Linked DNA regions of Mus musculus: all the other regions are linked to region 2. The links are chromatin contacts, called in public HiChIP or PLAC-seq and promoter capture Hi-C maps. All regions are on one chromosome and are shown on one strand. The core of a region is the stretch at or near the end of the contact, and the rest is flanking DNA. Distances in the headings are between cores, read along the strand shown. Region 1 has its middle 13 kb from the start of Gm36393. Region 2 holds the start of Cers6 (ceramide synthase 6). Region 3 holds the start of Bbs5 (Bardet-Biedl syndrome 5 (human)). Region 4 overlaps Lrp2 (low density lipoprotein receptor-related protein 2). Region 5 holds the start of Lrp2 (low density lipoprotein receptor-related protein 2). Region 6 holds the start of Ppig (peptidyl-prolyl isomerase G (cyclophilin G)).

Region 1 (2,770 bases), core at 75-2,574, 560 kb after region 2:
TAGTCTCTGACTCTCATATCTAACTTCATTTGCTGATGAGCCTGGTCTCCTAAAGGCCCCTTAAGGAATTTCTGACATCAGCTTGGCTCCAAGGCAGTGAGGTCTGAGTGCAAGCCTCCAGCTTGCCTGCCAACCCACTCTTAAACCGGCCCCTCTTTCACCCCACAACTTCTCTTCAGTTCCCAGGCCCAGAGAATGAATGGAAACCAAGTGATCTTTCTCCCACATCTTTACTCACCTCTTAGCACTATCAAGCAGACACTGGGAGGTGCCTGGTATTTATTTTAAAAAAGAAAAGGATTTCCTCAGCAAGAGCTCTTCAGCTTTTGCTTAGGCTTAAACGCCAGGAAGTAGCTGTTCCCATAAGAACCATCCAGAAATGAATAAAGCCAACCTAGTACGTGTCCTGGGTAGTGCTGTAAGAGTGCAGTCAGTGAACAGTCCACAGTCACAGGGAAAACCAGAGATCAAACCAGCTGTTGTCAGTCCTTGTGATAACCCAGAATAGTCCAGAAGTTAGTCAGAGGCAAATATAATGCTTTAAGTGATCAAAAGATATAGATGTGTGTATGCATGTATGTATGTATGTATGCATGTGTGCATTATGATGTCCCTATCTGCCAAGTCCTGCCCACCTTGGGTCCCCAAAGCTCACTGCCCCACTTAAAGAGAGGAAGCACAAGGGACCAACTGGCCACTTGGGGAAGCTGTGCAAGATGAAATGCAGGGGACAGTGGAGTGTCCCCATGTGCAAAGCCGCTGCATGGTGCCCCTCAAAGTTGAGCTCTTGGCACCAACTTTCCAAATTATGGGATGAGTGTTAGTCATATAGGTCTGGCATTAACATGCAAATAAGAATGCCCAAGTCCTCCACTTCACGCTTTAGGGTCCTCTTTTAAAATCCAGTCGCTAGCTATGGCTATAAAAGAGAGGGTAAAAAAATAGCGGGACCTTTGCATGCTTTTTCTCATTGAATTCTCTATCCTAAAGCCAAGGCACTTCTTAGACCAGAGAGAGGCAGGGAGAGGGAAGGCGGAGACTGTGAAAGCTTAAAGACATTTCACCTATTCTCACACAAAAGCTTTGCCTTGCATAAAGAGCTGCTACTCCATTCTGTCAATCAAATGTAATAGCTCTGTTTTCATTGCAACCACGGTATAAGAAAAGCCAAAGTCTGCTACAAAGCCCCCCTTCGTGTATTCAGGGACATCACAGGGAGGCTTAACCCGGTCATGTCTGTAAACTCACCAGGCTGCTAACTGTGTCTCTCTTCTTCTCTGTCTCTCCCGCCTACCTCTCTCCGGCCTGAATAATCGCTTTGACTTCCATACCCCTGGCTCCCTGGAGAGGGCCTGTGGGGAGGCACCACAGAGGCAAGCACGTCTCCATAAAGAGATGTGACAAATCGTTTGAGTAATGTGTTAGCAGAACAAAAGAACAAAAACCAAGCTTGCATCCTTAGCCGTGCTTCTCTGAGACAGGATGGGGGTGGCAAGGCCTCCCCACTCCTGTAACTGTGAGGGAGGGCAAGGGCAAACACAGAGCAGGCGCTGACTGGTCATCCCCATGCCAAAGGCAACATAACCTGCCGTACTGGTTAAAAACAAGCAAGCAACCACCACAAAAGCAAAACAGAAAACAAAAGCAAAACAAAACTGTAGTTTTGAGAGTACAGAACTAGGAAGAGATAGCTGGATGTCAAACAGAATATGACCACCTCATTCCACCACAAGAATTAAAAGAAAGGAAAGGAGGGGGAGGGGGAGGGAGAGAGGGAGAAAGCTGCCAACCTCCACCTCTGGCTATTAAAAAGTGACTAAATACCATGTTTCCAACCCATAATCTCTCTCCCAACAGCATCCTCCTGTTTTTAAAGCTGCCTTACCTGTGGATAAAGCACGGGTGCACACTTGGTTTTATGGACCCACCCACTGAGCTGGCTTAGGATCACCACCCCAGTATAGGCATACGGAAAAACCACCAGAAACTGTCCCCACCCCCATTCTCCTGAAGGGGCCACAAAGCCCAGGAAGGATTTCCTGAGCCTCCTCTGAAGGCAGCCAAAGGTGCAAAGGTCCTGTAGGCCTCGTGTGTGTCCCCTTCTGCTGTGTCCATCTGTCCTGCAGGTGTACACCAGCACTGACCACTTGTCATCAGAGCAAGCCCTGGAGTTCTCTCTCTCTCTCATGCTTCCTGTCTGTAGAGCGCTTGGTTGGGTGGAACTTCAATTGCTCTGGATGCTTTCTCTTGGTAGCCTGTCTCCTGCTATAGAAGTACCAACCATAAACATAGCAATGCGCGAAGACTAAACCCTTGAGGAGACAATACCTTCTTAGTGATAGTTTAGATTTTTTTTATCCTCTCCTATTGAGATGGGGACAATTTTAGAAATTATATCTTTTAAATACAGAAAATGACCTTTCCAGATACCCAAAATAACACCCAAAATAACAGAAGAGCAGGAGAGCATGGGCTGCTGCTACCTCCTGACCGAAAGGGTATCTGCGTTCTTTCTGCCCTTGGCCTCTCTTCTCTGTGTCCTCCAGCAGGTCAGCGAAGTCACGTTGGTGTTGGTGCCCCCTCTGAGCAGGGGACACAAACCACTATTGTCTTCTTTCAAGCAATATTTGCCAATGGGTCAATTGAGACCAATGACATTTGGAGAGAAAGAGAGAGAGAGAAAGAGAGAGAGAGAGAGAGAGAGAGAGAGAGAGAGAGAGAGAGAGACTGATCCTGCAATCCTGCTATTTTATGGCTTGTGAAAGGACTG
Region 2 (2,700 bases), core at 75-2,574:
GATGTTAGAAAGGAAGTATGCAAGCAAGAGGAAAGTGGCTGCTTCCTTTTGGACTGAGCCGTGACCACAGGAAGGACAGGTCTGGAGGAGAGAGTAGTCATCGACCATCCAAAGAGAACTGCTAGGGACTGAATGTGTTCTCCCCAAATTCAGTGCACTGGCATTTGGAGGCTAAGCCCTTGGGATGTAATTAGTTTATGAGAATGAAATCTTGGGATGTAATTAACTTATGAGGATGAAACCTTGGTTGGAGCCCTAGTCAGATGACACACGGGTGCAGTCTCTCTGTCTCTGCAACAAGAAATTCTCTGCGAAGACAATCACCTGTCAGGAAGAGTCCAGGAAGGGTGTCTTTGCCACCCCTTAGATTGCCTAGAACTTTGGCTTTGGACTTTGCCTCTGCAAGTATGAGGAACGCATTTTCATTGATTGAGCCATATGTCAAAACAAACAGCCTGAATTAAGGCAGGAACTGACCTTTGCAATCACAGCTGACCTTGAGTGACTTCATTGGGTGGGGAAGGCATGAATGGAAGTTCAATAAAGAACAGGAGGTGAGAATCAGGAGGCCTTGAGAGTTTGGTTTAAAGGCAGGGAGAGGAGGAATAAATACTCCTGCCCCCATTATCTACCAAGTCAAAATGTGGTTCCCACAGTATTTTCAGAGGTTACTGGCGCAGTTCCCCATAATGCTGCCGTTACTAGCTGCTATCACCATTAGACACCATCATCAAGCAATTCATTAATCAATCATAAATGCCTAATTTCTTGTGCTACTTCATAAATCAAAATTAGGAGCCTTGTTCCTTGGGGGACCCAGCTCAAGGGGAAGCAGTAGTGTAAAACGTGCCAGGAAGGTCAAGGAGGGGGGTGAGGTGCGGGTCGGAGGCAGAAGTCTCTTGCCAAATCATCCAGCCCCAGTTCCTGATTTTCTTTTAGCACTGGAGAGGATGATCCTTCCCCTCCCACTCCTTCCTCCTTCGCCTTTGCGCCCCCTACTTCTTCTTCTGGGGTTCTTTTTCAGCGCAGGGCTCTCTCTGGAAGCTCGGCCCCTGCCAGGCTCCTTTTCGCCTCCCTGCGCTCAGGAAGAGGACAAGAGCGCAGACACTCCAGTGGGGCAGGAGCTGGCGTTCTAACCAGGTGCGACCCAACTTGGGGCTGGGACAGAGGTGCGGGACGCGCTCCAGGTGCGGGTCCAGAGCCAGAGCGCGGCCCGCAGCTCCCAGGGCGTGGGCGAGCCGGCCGCGTGTGCCTCGGTGCTTGACGGGAACACTAGCCAATCAGGGCGTGCGGCCAGGCTGCCACGTGACAGGCGAGGCGGCCCTTTTCCCAGCGCGGCCAGAGGGAGGAGTGGAGCGGATCGCGGAGCCTGAGAGTGCAGCGGCCACAGAGGAGGCGGCGGCAGGCGGAGCGGCAGCGGCAAAGGCTCCCGGCCAACCCAGCGCGCATCCCCAGTGCCCTGAGCTGCAGAGAGCTCGGAGGAGCGCGGGAGCAGCGACACCGGAGTGGACAAAGCAAGATGGCAGGGATCTTAGCCTGGTTCTGGAACGAGCGGTTTTGGCTTCCGCACAATGTCACCTGGGCAGACCTGAAGAACACGGAGGAAGCCACCTTTCCGCAGGCGGAGGACCTCTACCTTGCCTTCCCCTTGGCCTTCTGCATCTTCATGGTGCGGCTCATCTTCGAGAGGTAAGAAGGGCCGAAGTGCCTGCTCTCCCGCACACACGCACACGCGTGCACACTCGCCTGCTCCGTGGCGCACGCCCCCGCGCTTGGGCTCACACCTCCCAACCTTTGTGTTCTCTGTGGGGTCCCGATCCCTCGGCCAGGCTGACTTCTAGGGAGCTAGAGAGGGTCCAACTCGACCGCGGATTTCCTCCGGGGCGCCACGAAGGGGCGGCAGGGCGCTTGGTCACCGCCCGCGCTCCTCCTTTCCCGGCTTCCTCCTCCTAGAGAGGGTCGGCGAACAAAGGTGAGCGGAGGCTGGCCGCGGGGAACCGCTGCGCCGAGGGCTCGGCCGGCTCCCTCCGAGCCGGCACTAGGCGCTTCCAGATTGGGCTTCTCCTCCGAGGCTCGCCGCCACCCACCTGACAGCCTGGAACGATGGGGACGCGCGGCCCGGAGGGAGGAGGAGCGCACACACTTCCAGCCCTTCCACTCTTGCACGCACGCGGGCCGCGCTGCAGAAGAATTTGCTCGGACCTTTGGCTTTAGCTTGCTCCCTGGCTTCCATCCGTGACACGGAGTTTTAGGCCCTGGGTCCTGGGAAATAGGTGACGACAGCACTCCGGATCGCTACTGGTTTCTTTAAAAGAGGGCAGAACAGGACCGGTGCCCCTCGAAATAGTCATTTGAATCGATAGTAGGACCCCGTGACTAATCATAAGCGTCTTGCTGGTACCGGAAGACACTTGAAACGTTAAAAGAATTGTCTCATAATTTTTGGTATGAGTCCTCGATTTGGTTAGATCTCGCCATTGTAACTGCACACAAACTTGTGCTACTCTCACTGAGTCAGCCTTAAGTCACAGAACTAGATCTTGCCTGCTGTGCATTCAACACTTACTCGTGAAACAAAATCAGCACCGCACACTTCTTTCTTTTAACTGAAAAAAAAATCGCCTTCCTCTTTCCTCCTCCCACCTCCATTCATCAGCGAAGGCTGATTTCTTAGATCACAAATATCCATTTCTACTCTAA
Region 3 (2,712 bases), core at 209-2,708, 790 kb after region 2:
TGGGGGCTGGTGAGATGGCTCAGTGGGTAAGAGCACCCGACTGCTCTTCCGAAGGTCCAGAGTTCAAATCCCAGCAACCACATGGTGGCTCACAACCATCCGTAACAAGATCTGACTCCCTCTTCTGGTGTGTCTGAAGACAGCTACAGTGTACTTACATATAATAATAAATAAATAAGTCTTTAAAAAAAAAAAAAAAAAAAAAAGATGTGTGCCATTACTTCCAGCAGCATACCAAATCCCATGTCACCTTTTTTTAAAGGTGAGCATGGTGGTTCACACTGCAATCCTAGTACTCAGGAGGCTGAGCAGGAAGATGAACGTTAACAGGATTTGAATAATATAATAAATCCTAAAACCAAAACACCATAGTGCATTAAACAAGTAGCTGGGTAGAGAGGCTCTAATCCCAGCATTCTGGAGCTGAGGTGGGAGGGTTGATGGGAGTTCAAAGCCGCTACATCGTAAGTTTCAGGCCAGTTTGGCCCACAAGTGAAACCCTGTCTTGGAGAATACAAACAGCAAATGAAGTGTTCTGTGTGCTTACATACTCAGTTATACATAATGTGAACCCGTGACCCAGCTAGAGTTTAAAAGGCAAGTGTTTTCACGTCACTCTGCTTATGGAACCATGAGAGGCTCCTGAGTATGCCCAGGAGACCCCAGATCACTCTTTGTGAAGCAGTAATTTATTTAACGTGTTACTTGTTTATTGATAATTTTCATATAGTAAAAGAAAGCCATTTGATTCGTTTAAAAATATATAAAGTATGTTTATAATCCCAGTATTAGGGAAACTGAAGCTGTTACATTTCGAGGCCAGTCTGGGCCACAAAGGGAGACCATGTCAAAAAAAAAAAAAAGAAAGAAAAAGAAAGAAAGAAAGGAAGGAAGGAAGGAAGGAAGGAAGGAAGGAAGGAAGAAAGGAAGAAAGGAAGAAAGGAAAGGGGGAGGGGGAAGGGGAGAAGGGGGAGAGGGAGGAGAGACAGAGACATAGTTTATCTTGTACTCTGTGCTGCACATTGATCAATGCGGTGAACTTTAAGAATCAGGTGTCTACGTTTTGTTTGCTCACAATAGAGGGACCCCAGAGCTGATTTGTGAAATAGGACGCAAGGGCTGGCACTATACGAATCTAGGGAAGCAATGGTTCTGACCAGATGTAGTAGGACCTCTAACAGGTTCTGAGCCTCGGGCTGGAATGTAGCCAGAGATCCAGGCCACCAGGGTATGGGAGGTGGGCAGGGTCAGAGCCCCATCAAACCAGTAATGTAATTTGATGAAGTTAAGATTTCTAAATGGTGTAGGAAAACAGCAGGAAAGCTGAAATGGCTAAAGTTCTGCGCAGAGAACAGAGAGGTGACTCAGAAGTGAAGCAGCTTCCCAGCCACCCGCCTCAACAAGACCAAATGACGCAAACGGGCTGGGAAAAGAGCGCACACTACCTGGTGGAAGCTTGGGCCCCGGCGCCCGCCGTAGATGTCGTGACAAAGCCGGCGCGTTGCCTTGGCGCCCATAAGACGCCGCCGAGCAGCCACTGTGGATTTCATCGGCGAGCTCCCTCGGTCACCATGTCTGTGCTGGACGTGTTGTGGGAGGACCGCGACGTGCGCTTCGACGTGTCCTCGCAGTGAGTCTCAGGATGCGCTGAGACCCCGTGACTATGGTCCCCTGCGGTCTTCGGCCCTGCCCTGGCCAGCGGCCTATCTCAGTGTGCGCCCATCAAGGCTGTGACCCTCCGCGTCCTGCGGTGGAGGGGACATAGGGCAGGGATTCCGGAAAGCAGGGTTCTAGAACAAAATCCGGAATAGCATTGCACACTACGGGCCTCTGCACGGTTGGCGTGTCTGTAAAATGAGGGCGGTGGGAGTGAGAATTCTCCAAAACTCCCGACCACGCAAAGCTTGTGTCGGAGCTAAGATTTCATTTAGTCCTTATCTAAATCTTTGAGAGCTTGTTATAAAGAAGCCCTGTTTGTGGGGGAATATGCTTAAAAGAGGAGATGGTTAAAAACCCTTCCTGCCCAGAAATCAGGGAGGGGGTCGCTGAGATCGTGATGGAAAACATAGAAGCTGAAGTTCTTGGATCAATAACTACACGGCGCCTCAGCTGCTTCCTAATGGTGCTTTATCATGAGCACTGTCTCCTAAAATAGAAAAAATGAGATATTGGTACATTTCTCAGTCTTTGTAGTAACTGGATGCCTAACATAGTATTCGTTCCTTTTGGAAGTTGAGGGAGGAGGTATTTGTGAAATTACAAAGTACAGTAACTCATTACACACCTTCTATGGCTTTCCCTGTAGTTCAGGGAGTGCCGTGGGTCTTAATCCAGACGAACCCTGTTTTCATGAACATTTTCAGTTTACAGACATCTGTCTCAAAAATCAAGACAGGAAAATAAGAGGGGTTGATTATCACACACCCTTCCTCATTCTAGTGCAGGAGAGTAGTCGTCACACAGCTAACTCAAAGGATCAAACGAGCCTGTGGAGATAGAGTGCTTTCTGTGCGCATCATTCACAGTGGAGGTCAGAAGTTAATTTGCAAAGCCGGGCGTGGTGGTGCACGCCTTTAATCCCAGCACTCGGGAGGCAGAGGCAGGTGGATTTCTGAGTTCGAGGCCAGCCTGGTCTACAGAGTGAGTTCCAGGATCAGCCAGGACTGTACAGAGAAACCCTGTCTCGAAAAACCAAAAAAAAAAAAAAAAAGA
Region 4 (2,700 bases), core at 164-2,663, 590 kb after region 2:
AATATCTGCACGGGCTGAATATATTCCTGGTCTGGTATCTCCATGCCTTAGAGCATGCCGAGGTGCTGTTAAGTACTGACTCTAGTAAAACTCAGGTTTTTCTCAGGTCAATGTGGCATCCTAGCCCAGAACTGTTACTGGTGATTGCAAAGAGTCTAATTTTTTCATTCCAAGTAGAATGAAATAAAATTTCTGTCATGCTTTTATTGGAAAAACTAGCTTTTCCCATTTTCTCAGTGGTTTCTTTCTAAGCAAACTTGCAAAACACTGAGTAGAGTACTCAATAGAGTAACTTTTAAACAAAAGTATGATTTCTGATATTTAAATGTGAAATACAGCCAGTTTCAGGTTTTTCTCTTGAACTAATCTAAGGATGGCGAGATGGATCTGTGGTTAGGAGCACTCTTTGAGAACCTGGATTCAATTCTCAGCACCAACAAAGCAGCTCACAACTCTAACTCCAGTTCTAGGTGACCTGATACCCTCTTCTAGTCTTGGGTTGGGCACCAGGGATACATGAGATGCAGGCATACATGCAGGCAAGATACCCAAATACATAAAAAAATAGTAAAATAATATACTTTTTAAAGATATCACTTCATTTTTCTCCTCTGCAAAATGGATTTCCACATCCAAGAAGGATACCGGGTTAGCTATGTTAACACGGAGGCACCTTATTTAACATGATCTTTTCAGCTGAGCATTAGAAGAAATATACATTCACATGCCAGATTAGCAATTAGCGACTGTAGGTTGTGAAGTCCTCATCCTTGACAACAAATACAATTAACTTTGTGGAGTATGACTCAAGCAGTTGGTCTTTTCTCTCATTTTTCTAAAAAGCATGAAAGTATCTTATTTAAACTTAGCCTAAGCAAAGAGTCATCAACATCTTCCTCAGGGGAGATAGGAAGGATAGGGCAGGCTGGTGTGTGAGCAATGTACGAGTTCACACTGTCTGTGATTCACCACTACAGGCACAAAGCAAGCCTCTCCAGGACCATTGGAAACCCCGAGGAAGATCTCACAAACAGCTAAGGACCCTGGTTTCTGCCTTCTCCTTTTCCCATTCTGCTTACAGTGTTCTTCTTTCTCATCGCTTCCATCTCCACAGTCATCCACACCATTGCACAGCTGGTGGCCATAAATACAGCGACTGTTATCACACCGGAAACGCTGTGGTGACTCACATGGAACATTGACTGGGAAATAAAAAAGGAAGCTCCAAATTAAAAGTAGAAGTGACAATGTCTAAAACCTCCAGGCTATCCCAGTGCCAGGCTCACTTCATTCACTCATCACTCATTCATTCATTCACTTGCTCATTCAATTAATCAACAAACATGTCCTGAGTCTCAGATACACATTACATCACTGTTGCAAGTGCTAGGTAGATCCTAGATATAGAGAGGTGCAAGAGAGACACAGTCTTTATACTCATGGAACTTGAGTCGGACAGGAACAGACTTTACATACAGAAGAAGCTATATAAAAATCTCTGTGGCTAGGGCACAGAACAAGGAGGACATATGTGTTAAGTCATGGAGTTGGAAAAGCCATTGAGATTATATAGGAGTCATCCTGACAGCCAGGAGACCACAGTTTCGTCCTTCTGATTGTGATCTTTAAATATCCATAACACGAAGTCTTCATTTCATCCTGTCTAGCAGCGACTTATGCAGCTGGGAAGAACAGAAGGGTCACACCCAGGCACTGGAGACACAGTCCTCTCTGCATGTACCAACATGTCAGGGAACTCCCATGATGGTTAGTGTTAATGGATTGTGTAAGTGGGAAAGTGAGCCAAGCACTAGCATACACACACTCATTGGTCTCTTCTTATGGCTCTGGGTATACGATAACCAATTACTTCAAGCTCTTGGTGATGTGAACCCCCTGCCATCGTGGACTGGAACCTGAACCTGTCTTCAAGTTGCTTTTTTTGCAACAACAACAACAAATGAAACTGAGACATCCATATATGTAATTCAATGAATAACTCATAAATCTGTGTTGTTCTTCTAAATGGAGGACTTGAATTATTTGGACTTCCCATCAAAGACAGATATCAAAAGATGACCCTTGTAATTAGGCTCCTTTAGAGGAAAGGAGGAGTCGACCCCCAGGGCTGATTCTTGAAAATACTGTTAGGGAAACTACTATTTGAATTATTTGCTGTGAATGGCTGGTACAGACATTAGGAAAGAACATGGAACATTTGTGTGAGTATGTGGAATGGTGTATGTGTGTGTGTGTATGTGTGTGTCCTCACCTCTCTAACATTTAATTTTATTTGCTATGACAGATTTTGCCTTACAGAAAGAAATAACTTCCTAAGTGCTTCTGAAATTTTGAGTCACAGGGCAGCACTGGAAGGCCATTGTGAAAATACAACAGTCACTGAAAGAGGAACTCTGACATCACACTCAGTAATCCCATCTCTGCACAGAGAATGAGTAGGACGGTGCAGGAAGAGAATGGAAGTGATAGGACTTTGGAAGCATTGTTGAATTAGAGCCACTTCACTCGAGCCATCGGAAGATTTCAGGCAGAAATGTCCCTGGGTCCCTTCTGAAACTGCAACTCCCTTCTGAATCGCTTGGAAGGTGTCTTCCTGAACAGGAGCCTGGGCCACCCAAGCCAAGCAAATTTACATTTCTCATGTTTTCCACCAGTGATTCCCAGCCCGAGGGAGACACT
Region 5 (2,700 bases), core at 12-2,511, 720 kb after region 2:
AAGTGGGGACTGGCCCATCCCCACAGACAGATTAGTCCCTGCAGAGGCTGCAGCGTCCGTTCTGTCTGTCTGGTGGTCGGTCACACGCAGCACCAGGCTGCTACCTAGCAACGAAAGCCAGGGAGAGAGCTCGTGGGTTCTCCTTGAGTCAGTCTCTCTCTCTCTCTCTCTCTCTCTCTCTCTCTCTCTCTCTCTCTCTCTCCCTCCCTCCCTCCCTCCCTCCCTCCCTCCTTCCTCACTTTGCTTTCCCGTTTTCTCCATTCCTTTCAACTTGTCTCTCATTTTCTTCTCTTATAGTTTTCTATTCTAAATAATTTCCTCCCTTTCCTCTCTCTCCCTGTTTCACGGGGAAGGAAAAAAAAAAAACCTCCCGGACAACTTGAAAAAGTTTGTAGTCACTTTAGAAACTTTCTGCATTCCAGTCCCCAAACTCAGGCGCAGCTAACCAGCTCCATTCATCAACACAAAAGCACCCGCTCTGGGTAGGAAAGGGAAAGCCTTCAAGAAAAGTACTCTAGTGTATCAGCCGCTTCCTCTGCCAATCCCACCTCCCCGCCTTATCTGGGCTCGTAAACGATCGGTATCATGAGATGCGGTCTCATGGGGGTCACCGCGGGACAGGGTTTCGCCACTGATGGAAGGAGGCTCTGGCCGGCGGCCCCTGGCGCACGGTGGGATCGGATCTCCCGCGCCGGCTGGACGCTGCAGGTGGAAAGCGGCGCTGGGAGCGGCGTGGAGGACCGCCCCGCCCCAGCCAGAAGAAAGCTGCAGACCCACGCGGGAGACCCTCGTACTCCAGGTTCCATCCTGGAAAGCCTTGAGGGTCAGGACTAATTCCCGTGGGAACAAAGGCACGATAGCCGTGGGACGAGCTGTCACCGAAACCGGTGCGTCCGCGTTCCCCAACCAGTACAAGAAGCGGCGCTGCAGTCATCTCTCCTGGGGTCACCGGAGCGCTCAGCCGGAGCAGCTCCGCAGCCGCCCACCCTCGTCCGGCTCAGCTCCGCAGCGACTATGGTGGCGTAGCGCGGGCAGGTGACCGCTTACCTTGGCCACTGACTGGCGCCAGGCAGGCAGCGATCGCCAGCAGCAGCATCCATGCCGCCGCCGCGGCCCCGCGCTCCATCGCGGAGACGGCCCCGGGCCTCGCCGTTCCTTCCCCGGGAGGTGGGCGCGCGTCGCAGCGGGCACAGGCAGGTTACTCCGCTCCGGAACAGGAGTCTTGCTCAGCAGCAGTCGCTGGCTCCTAGAGGCAGAAAGCCGGTCCCGGCGCCTGAGGCATCCCGTTTTCTACCCGCGCCAGTCCCCACCCTCCAGACAGTGCATAAAGCCCTCTAGACCAGACCGCCCCGGAACTAGCATGCGGGAATCCAGTGGGCCAGGCCCCCTACTGCCCGGCCCGCCCCCTGCACTTTGCGACTCTGGGAGGAGTGGGCCCTCGGACACTTGCGCGCTAGCACATGCACACTCCACAAGCGCGCTCGCTCGTGCATGCTCTCACCCAGGAGCACAGGCTCCGGGAACACAAAACTGCCTCCCACGCTGGCGAGCGCCCACCCCTCGCTCGCACGAGCACACACACTCCAAGGTCCTATTCAATCACTGACAATAATCGCCGCTGCTCACATTCGGAGCAAGGGCTTGGCCTCGCCACTCAGAGGGATGGCTAGACGGGGCGAGGAAGAAATTGGCCACGGACACAAACTCTAAAACGTTATCACCGGTGGGAAGGAATGGAGAAAGGGGGGAAGTCAAGAGCAGCGACTAAAAAAAGAAAGAAAGAAAGAAAGAAAGAAAGAGAAAAGATGAAAAGGGAAAGAAAAAGAACAAATGGGGAAAGGGGAGCAAGGAAAGGGGAAGAGAAAGAAGGGGGAAGAAAAGAAAAGGCAGAGGGTGTTTTAGTGCGGGTCTTTCATCTCAACACTCGGGAGACAGAGACAAGTGGATCTCTGTGAGTTTGAGGCCAACCTGGTCCACACAGTTCCAGGACAGCCTGGGCTATGTAGAAAGAACCTGTCTCAAAAAGAAGGGAAGAGGGAGGGAGGGAGGGAGGGAGGGAGGGAGGGAGGGAGGGAGGGAGGGAGGGAGGGAGGGAGGGAGGACCAGAAAAAAGCTGGACAGAGCCAAGCCGCCTGACCTCCTTGCCTCGGTGTGAACTCGCTAAGCTGCCTCGGGGCCCTCCTCCCCCTGACAGGGTGCAGGCTACCCAGATGGGGTAGCTTGTGTTTTTATAGTCAGAGAGGAGATTCTATCATTGCTCTGGAGGCCATAACTATCTGGCTCCCCAAGCGTCAGGTGTCAGTCATGCCAGACAGCGTCTCCTACAGTTCTGTTCATTTCGAAACAAAACTTGGGGGAGGGGTTGTTTTCTCCGCAATGCCAATAATGAGAGAAACACCAGGAATTCGGGAGAACTCTATGGTTCCCCTCGGGGACCACACTGAACCTGTTAACTGGGAGACAACCCTCTTTAAGAGAGTGGACCTTACACGAGCCCTTCAGACCCCGGTCTTCAGTTCCGCAGTGCCGAGACGAGTCAGTCGGTGCAATTGGTTGCTCTAGGAGCCCCACCGGAGGACCCGGCTGATTCTCAGCCTGATCATCCCAGAATCTTCTGCCCCAGTCGCTGCAGCAAGCCCATAGAGCCCTAGACCATTTTCCTAGAGTCGTTTTCCTTAAGCAAAAGGGCTGTGATGTAGG
Region 6 (2,700 bases), core at 31-2,530, 860 kb after region 2:
TCCTAAGTGCTGGGATCAAAGATGTCCACCGCCACTGTGTGGCATCCTAGATTTAATTTTTACAATGGAATTCCTTTTTGTTTGTTTCTGGCTTTAAAAGATCGATTTCTCTCACAAATTAAGATCTTAGGTGAATGAGCCCGATAGGAGGCATTTCTGCTCCATGTAGTTATTCTGGGATCTAAATTCCTTCCATTATGTTATTCTAATGCCTGCCAGTTCCTTGTTTGTGGATGATTAGAATATATTGGCAAATGAAGAAAATAAGAGGCAATGTCTTAAAGCCTAGAGCAGCATGCCACTTTGTCTCAAATTTCATCCTCGAAAATTAAATCACATGGCCAAGGGCTGGCGAGATGGCTCAGCCATTAGGAGCACTTGTGGCTCTTGAAGGAAGACCCATATTGAGTGTCTCGTAATGCTTTTAACTCCAGTTTGGGGACGGGGAGGATCTGACACCCTGTTCTGACCTCTGCAAGCAGTTATAGATATACAGTGCATATACACACAGGCACAAATACAACCATATTAAAATAGGACCAGGCATTTGGGATAAGAGGCAGAGGCAGGGTAATCTCTTAAAGAGTTTGATGTCAGCCTGATCTACGTAGAGAGCTCCAAGGCAGCCAAGGTATATAGTAAGACCCGGTCTCAATAAAATGTTAATCCCCGACTACTGGGATTAAAGGCATGCGCTACCACGTCCCGAAAGTAGCTCATCTTTGTTACTAGCTTTTGAGCGTTTGCTGAAGGTTCCTTGGAGGCAGAACGTCTCTCTAAATACCTCGACAGAGGATGTCACTGTTTATAAAGTGATGCGCATCATTTCGGGAGCGCTGTGACATTCTGACGGATCCACACCGATCCAATCAACTCTCAGAAACCATCAAGCGACCCGTCGGGAACGTATTTTAAAAGGCAGAAGAGACCCTACAAGCTCAAGGAGAAGATGCTGACGTCAGCCCGGGAACGCCGGGAGTCGCCGGCACCCATCCCTGACGTACTTCCGGCGCGACACCTTCCCTCCACGCCTGGCCTGGGCTGTGGGGGAGGGAGGCGGTTAGTGGGCTTTAGCGCCTTTCCTGACGGCGGTAGATTTGAAGCGCTTTCCAGGACCGGGCCGGGAGACGAGAAGCCCGCGGCGGGGCAGGTGAGGGATGCGAGAGCGTCTGTCGGCGCGGCGGCGTCTTCTGCGGGCCTTGGGGACGAGAGCGGGAAGGGCTCAGGGCGAGGGGCGGAGCCGCGGCGGGCCTCTGGGCCGAGGTAACCGTCTTTCCGTCGAGGTCTCTGGGCTGCTCGGGCTCGGAGGGGTGGCCCCGGGGACCGCGGCGCGGCCTGGGGCCCCGTGGTGGCCCGGCGGCTTGCAGCCGAGCCCCGGGGCGAAGGAAGCGGCTCTTCCTCTCCAGCCCCCGCCCTCCCGGCTCGGGCGCACACCTCCTCCCTGACGCATTTTGCCGCACAAGCTGTAATATGGCGGCAGCGACGGCAGCCTCGGCTCCCGGGAGCTAGGTTCGTTTTGGAGGCTTCAGAACCGGGAGACGGAGCGCTGCGGCGTGGTAGGTGGGACCTCTGGTTAGGGAAGGGGGAGGCGCAGCGCGAGGGCCTGTCAGGTTAGGGTTAGGGAGGGACGGGCGCAGAGCCAGGATCCCCGGGAATAAAATCGACCGCGGGCTCCGGTCCTCCCGACCTTTTCCTCCCGTAGGACAGCGGCTGGCGTGCATGCCTCAGTGACACAGGCCCTTGGTGTTAGGGACACTCCTAAAACTCAAATGCGAGATGTTAACCTCAGGGCCTTAGAAGTTTTCTCATGTTCCTGAGCGACTGGAAGCGGCCGGGCCTTTGGGGGAGGAGGATTCTGTTGAGGAGAAGATGGTTTCTGAACCCCGTTCGCCTTTAGGAGAAACGAACTGATTTTTTCCGTGTTTCCTCTTGATGTCGAACAAAGTCAACCGTAGCGGGCATCCGTTGTCTAATTGTTTTGGAAAACCTTATGGAAGCACCACCCTGTGCACTCAGTTTGATTTCTTAGCACGAATACATTACTTGCGCTAAGTAAAGATTAAGTAAAGACTCTCTTTGTTTGTTTGTTTTTGATCACCAGAACATTTAAGAAATAATACAGTGTTTTGAAAATTTGGAAGGTCCATATTAACTTTCAGAAGCTAAATCCAGAAAGGATAAGATTTGTGTTAGTGTCATTCCCATTGTATAAAGAATATGATGACTAGTAATTGCTATTTTGTAACAGATACTGGACAGTTCGAGGAAACCTTTTTTATAAGTTTTAAAAGATAGCCATAAGAGGAACTGCACAGATACTTAGAAAGGCTGCTTCTAACTTACCTAAAAGTGTAACTCCTGATTTGGTGTCACAATGTCTATAATCCCGGGCTGAAGAGAAAGGGTCACCAATCAAGGCCAGCCTGAACAACTTGATGAGACAAACAAAAACACCTTAGGGACCCCACTCTTTAATTTTAATAATGTGGAGTGTTATTAGTCATGTAATAGTTTACATTTCTCTCTGTTTAAAAGAAGCTAGTTGCTTAACAGTTTCTTTAAGCTTTATTAAATTGATTGGGTTGTTCTGCTCACTCCCTAAGTAGGTTGGTGTGTGTGTATGTATGTGTGTGTGTGTGTGTATATATATATATCAAAAATTGTATTTTTTATTTCTGTAGGCCAAAATTTGGACCTTGA

Evidence for each region. Promoter capture Hi-C pulls out the DNA fragments that hold promoters and counts their contacts. HiChIP or PLAC-seq counts read pairs in DNA pulled down with a chosen protein or histone mark.
Region 1: an H3K4me3 HiChIP or PLAC-seq map of embryonic forebrain shows a contact between it and region 2, with 6 times the contacts expected there. The contact joins the enhancer-like site here to the promoter of Cers6 in region 2. A contact is called at or near these places in 8 of 39 promoter capture datasets (the 3T3-L1 cell line, 3T3-L1-derived adipocytes, the C10 cell line and 4 more), 2 of 15 datasets of contacts at CTCF or cohesin (the NIH/3T3 cell line and large pre-B cells), 3 of 484 Hi-C or Micro-C datasets (adipose-derived mesenchymal stem cells, cerebral cortex and uterus), 14 of 115 datasets of contacts at active chromatin or transcription factors (the NIH/3T3 cell line, astrocytes, bone marrow-derived dendritic cells and 10 more) and 1 of 9 other capture datasets (liver).
Region 3: a contact with region 2 is called in a promoter capture Hi-C map of embryonic stem cells, with 2.3 times the contacts expected there. The contact joins the promoter of Bbs5 here to the promoter of Cers6 in region 2. A contact is called at or near these places in 3 of 39 promoter capture datasets (the 3T3-L1 cell line, embryonic stem cells and hippocampal neurons) and 2 of 115 datasets of contacts at active chromatin or transcription factors (embryonic forebrain and extraembryonic endoderm stem cells).
Region 4: a contact with region 2 is called in an H3K27ac HiChIP or PLAC-seq map of SST interneurons, with 9 times the contacts expected there. The contact joins the enhancer-like site here to the promoter of Cers6 in region 2. A contact is called at or near these places in 5 of 39 promoter capture datasets (the 3T3-L1 cell line, 3T3-L1-derived adipocytes, cranial neural crest and 2 more) and 6 of 115 datasets of contacts at active chromatin or transcription factors (SST interneurons, embryonic forebrain, embryonic hindbrain and 3 more).
Region 5: an H3K27ac HiChIP or PLAC-seq map of extraembryonic endoderm stem cells shows a contact between it and region 2, with 5 times the contacts expected there. The contact joins the promoter of Lrp2 here to the promoter of Cers6 in region 2. A contact is called at or near these places in 5 of 39 promoter capture datasets (the 3T3-L1 cell line, cranial neural crest, embryonic stem cells and 2 more), 4 of 484 Hi-C or Micro-C datasets (all in embryonic stem cells) and 7 of 115 datasets of contacts at active chromatin or transcription factors (astrocytes, embryonic forebrain, embryonic stem cells and 2 more).
Region 6: a FOXA1 HiChIP or PLAC-seq map of pancreatic cancer cells shows a contact between it and region 2. The contact joins the promoter of Ppig here to the promoter of Cers6 in region 2. A contact is called at or near these places in 1 of 39 promoter capture datasets (cranial neural crest), 1 of 115 datasets of contacts at active chromatin or transcription factors (pancreatic cancer cells) and 1 of 9 other capture datasets (adipose tissue).

Annotation. Positions count from the first base shown.
Region 1 is chr2:69,417,312-69,420,081 of GRCm38.p6, forward strand. No RefSeq gene overlaps it. Among named protein-coding and RNA genes, the nearest start is that of Gm36393, 13 kb to the left of the region's middle. Within about 2 kb of position 1,325, at least 39 of the 459 cell types and tissues checked have an H3K27ac peak or open chromatin away from gene starts, as enhancers often do. A contact at or near this core is called in differentiating embryonic stem cells, embryonic basal ganglia, embryonic forebrain and 1 more, where this site is marked.
Region 2 is chr2:68,860,117-68,862,816 of GRCm38.p6, forward strand. It overlaps Cers6 (ceramide synthase 6), which reads left to right and starts at 1,325. Exons shown (of 10, transcript NM_172856.4): 1 at 1,325-1,689. The coding sequence starts at 1,520.
Region 3 is chr2:69,645,713-69,648,424 of GRCm38.p6, forward strand. Bbs5 (Bardet-Biedl syndrome 5 (human)) reads left to right here and starts at 1,459. Exons shown (of 12, transcript NM_028284.3): 1 at 1,459-1,630. The coding sequence starts at 1,572.
Region 4 is chr2:69,450,183-69,452,882 of GRCm38.p6, forward strand. It overlaps Lrp2 (low density lipoprotein receptor-related protein 2), which reads right to left. Exons shown (of 79, transcript NM_001081088.2): 62 at 1,080-1,202. Among named protein-coding and RNA genes, the nearest start is that of Gm36393, 46 kb to the left of the region's middle. Within about 2 kb of position 1,414, at least 7 of the 459 cell types and tissues checked have an H3K27ac peak or open chromatin away from gene starts, as enhancers often do. A contact at or near this core is called in SST interneurons, where this site is marked.
Region 5 is chr2:69,584,768-69,587,467 of GRCm38.p6, forward strand. Lrp2 (low density lipoprotein receptor-related protein 2) reads right to left here and starts at 1,262. Exons shown (of 79, transcript NM_001081088.2): 1 at 1,048-1,262. The coding sequence starts at 1,126.
Region 6 is chr2:69,721,808-69,724,507 of GRCm38.p6, forward strand. It overlaps Ppig (peptidyl-prolyl isomerase G (cyclophilin G)), which reads left to right and starts at 1,281. Exons shown (of 14, transcript NM_001081086.1): 1 at 1,281-1,556.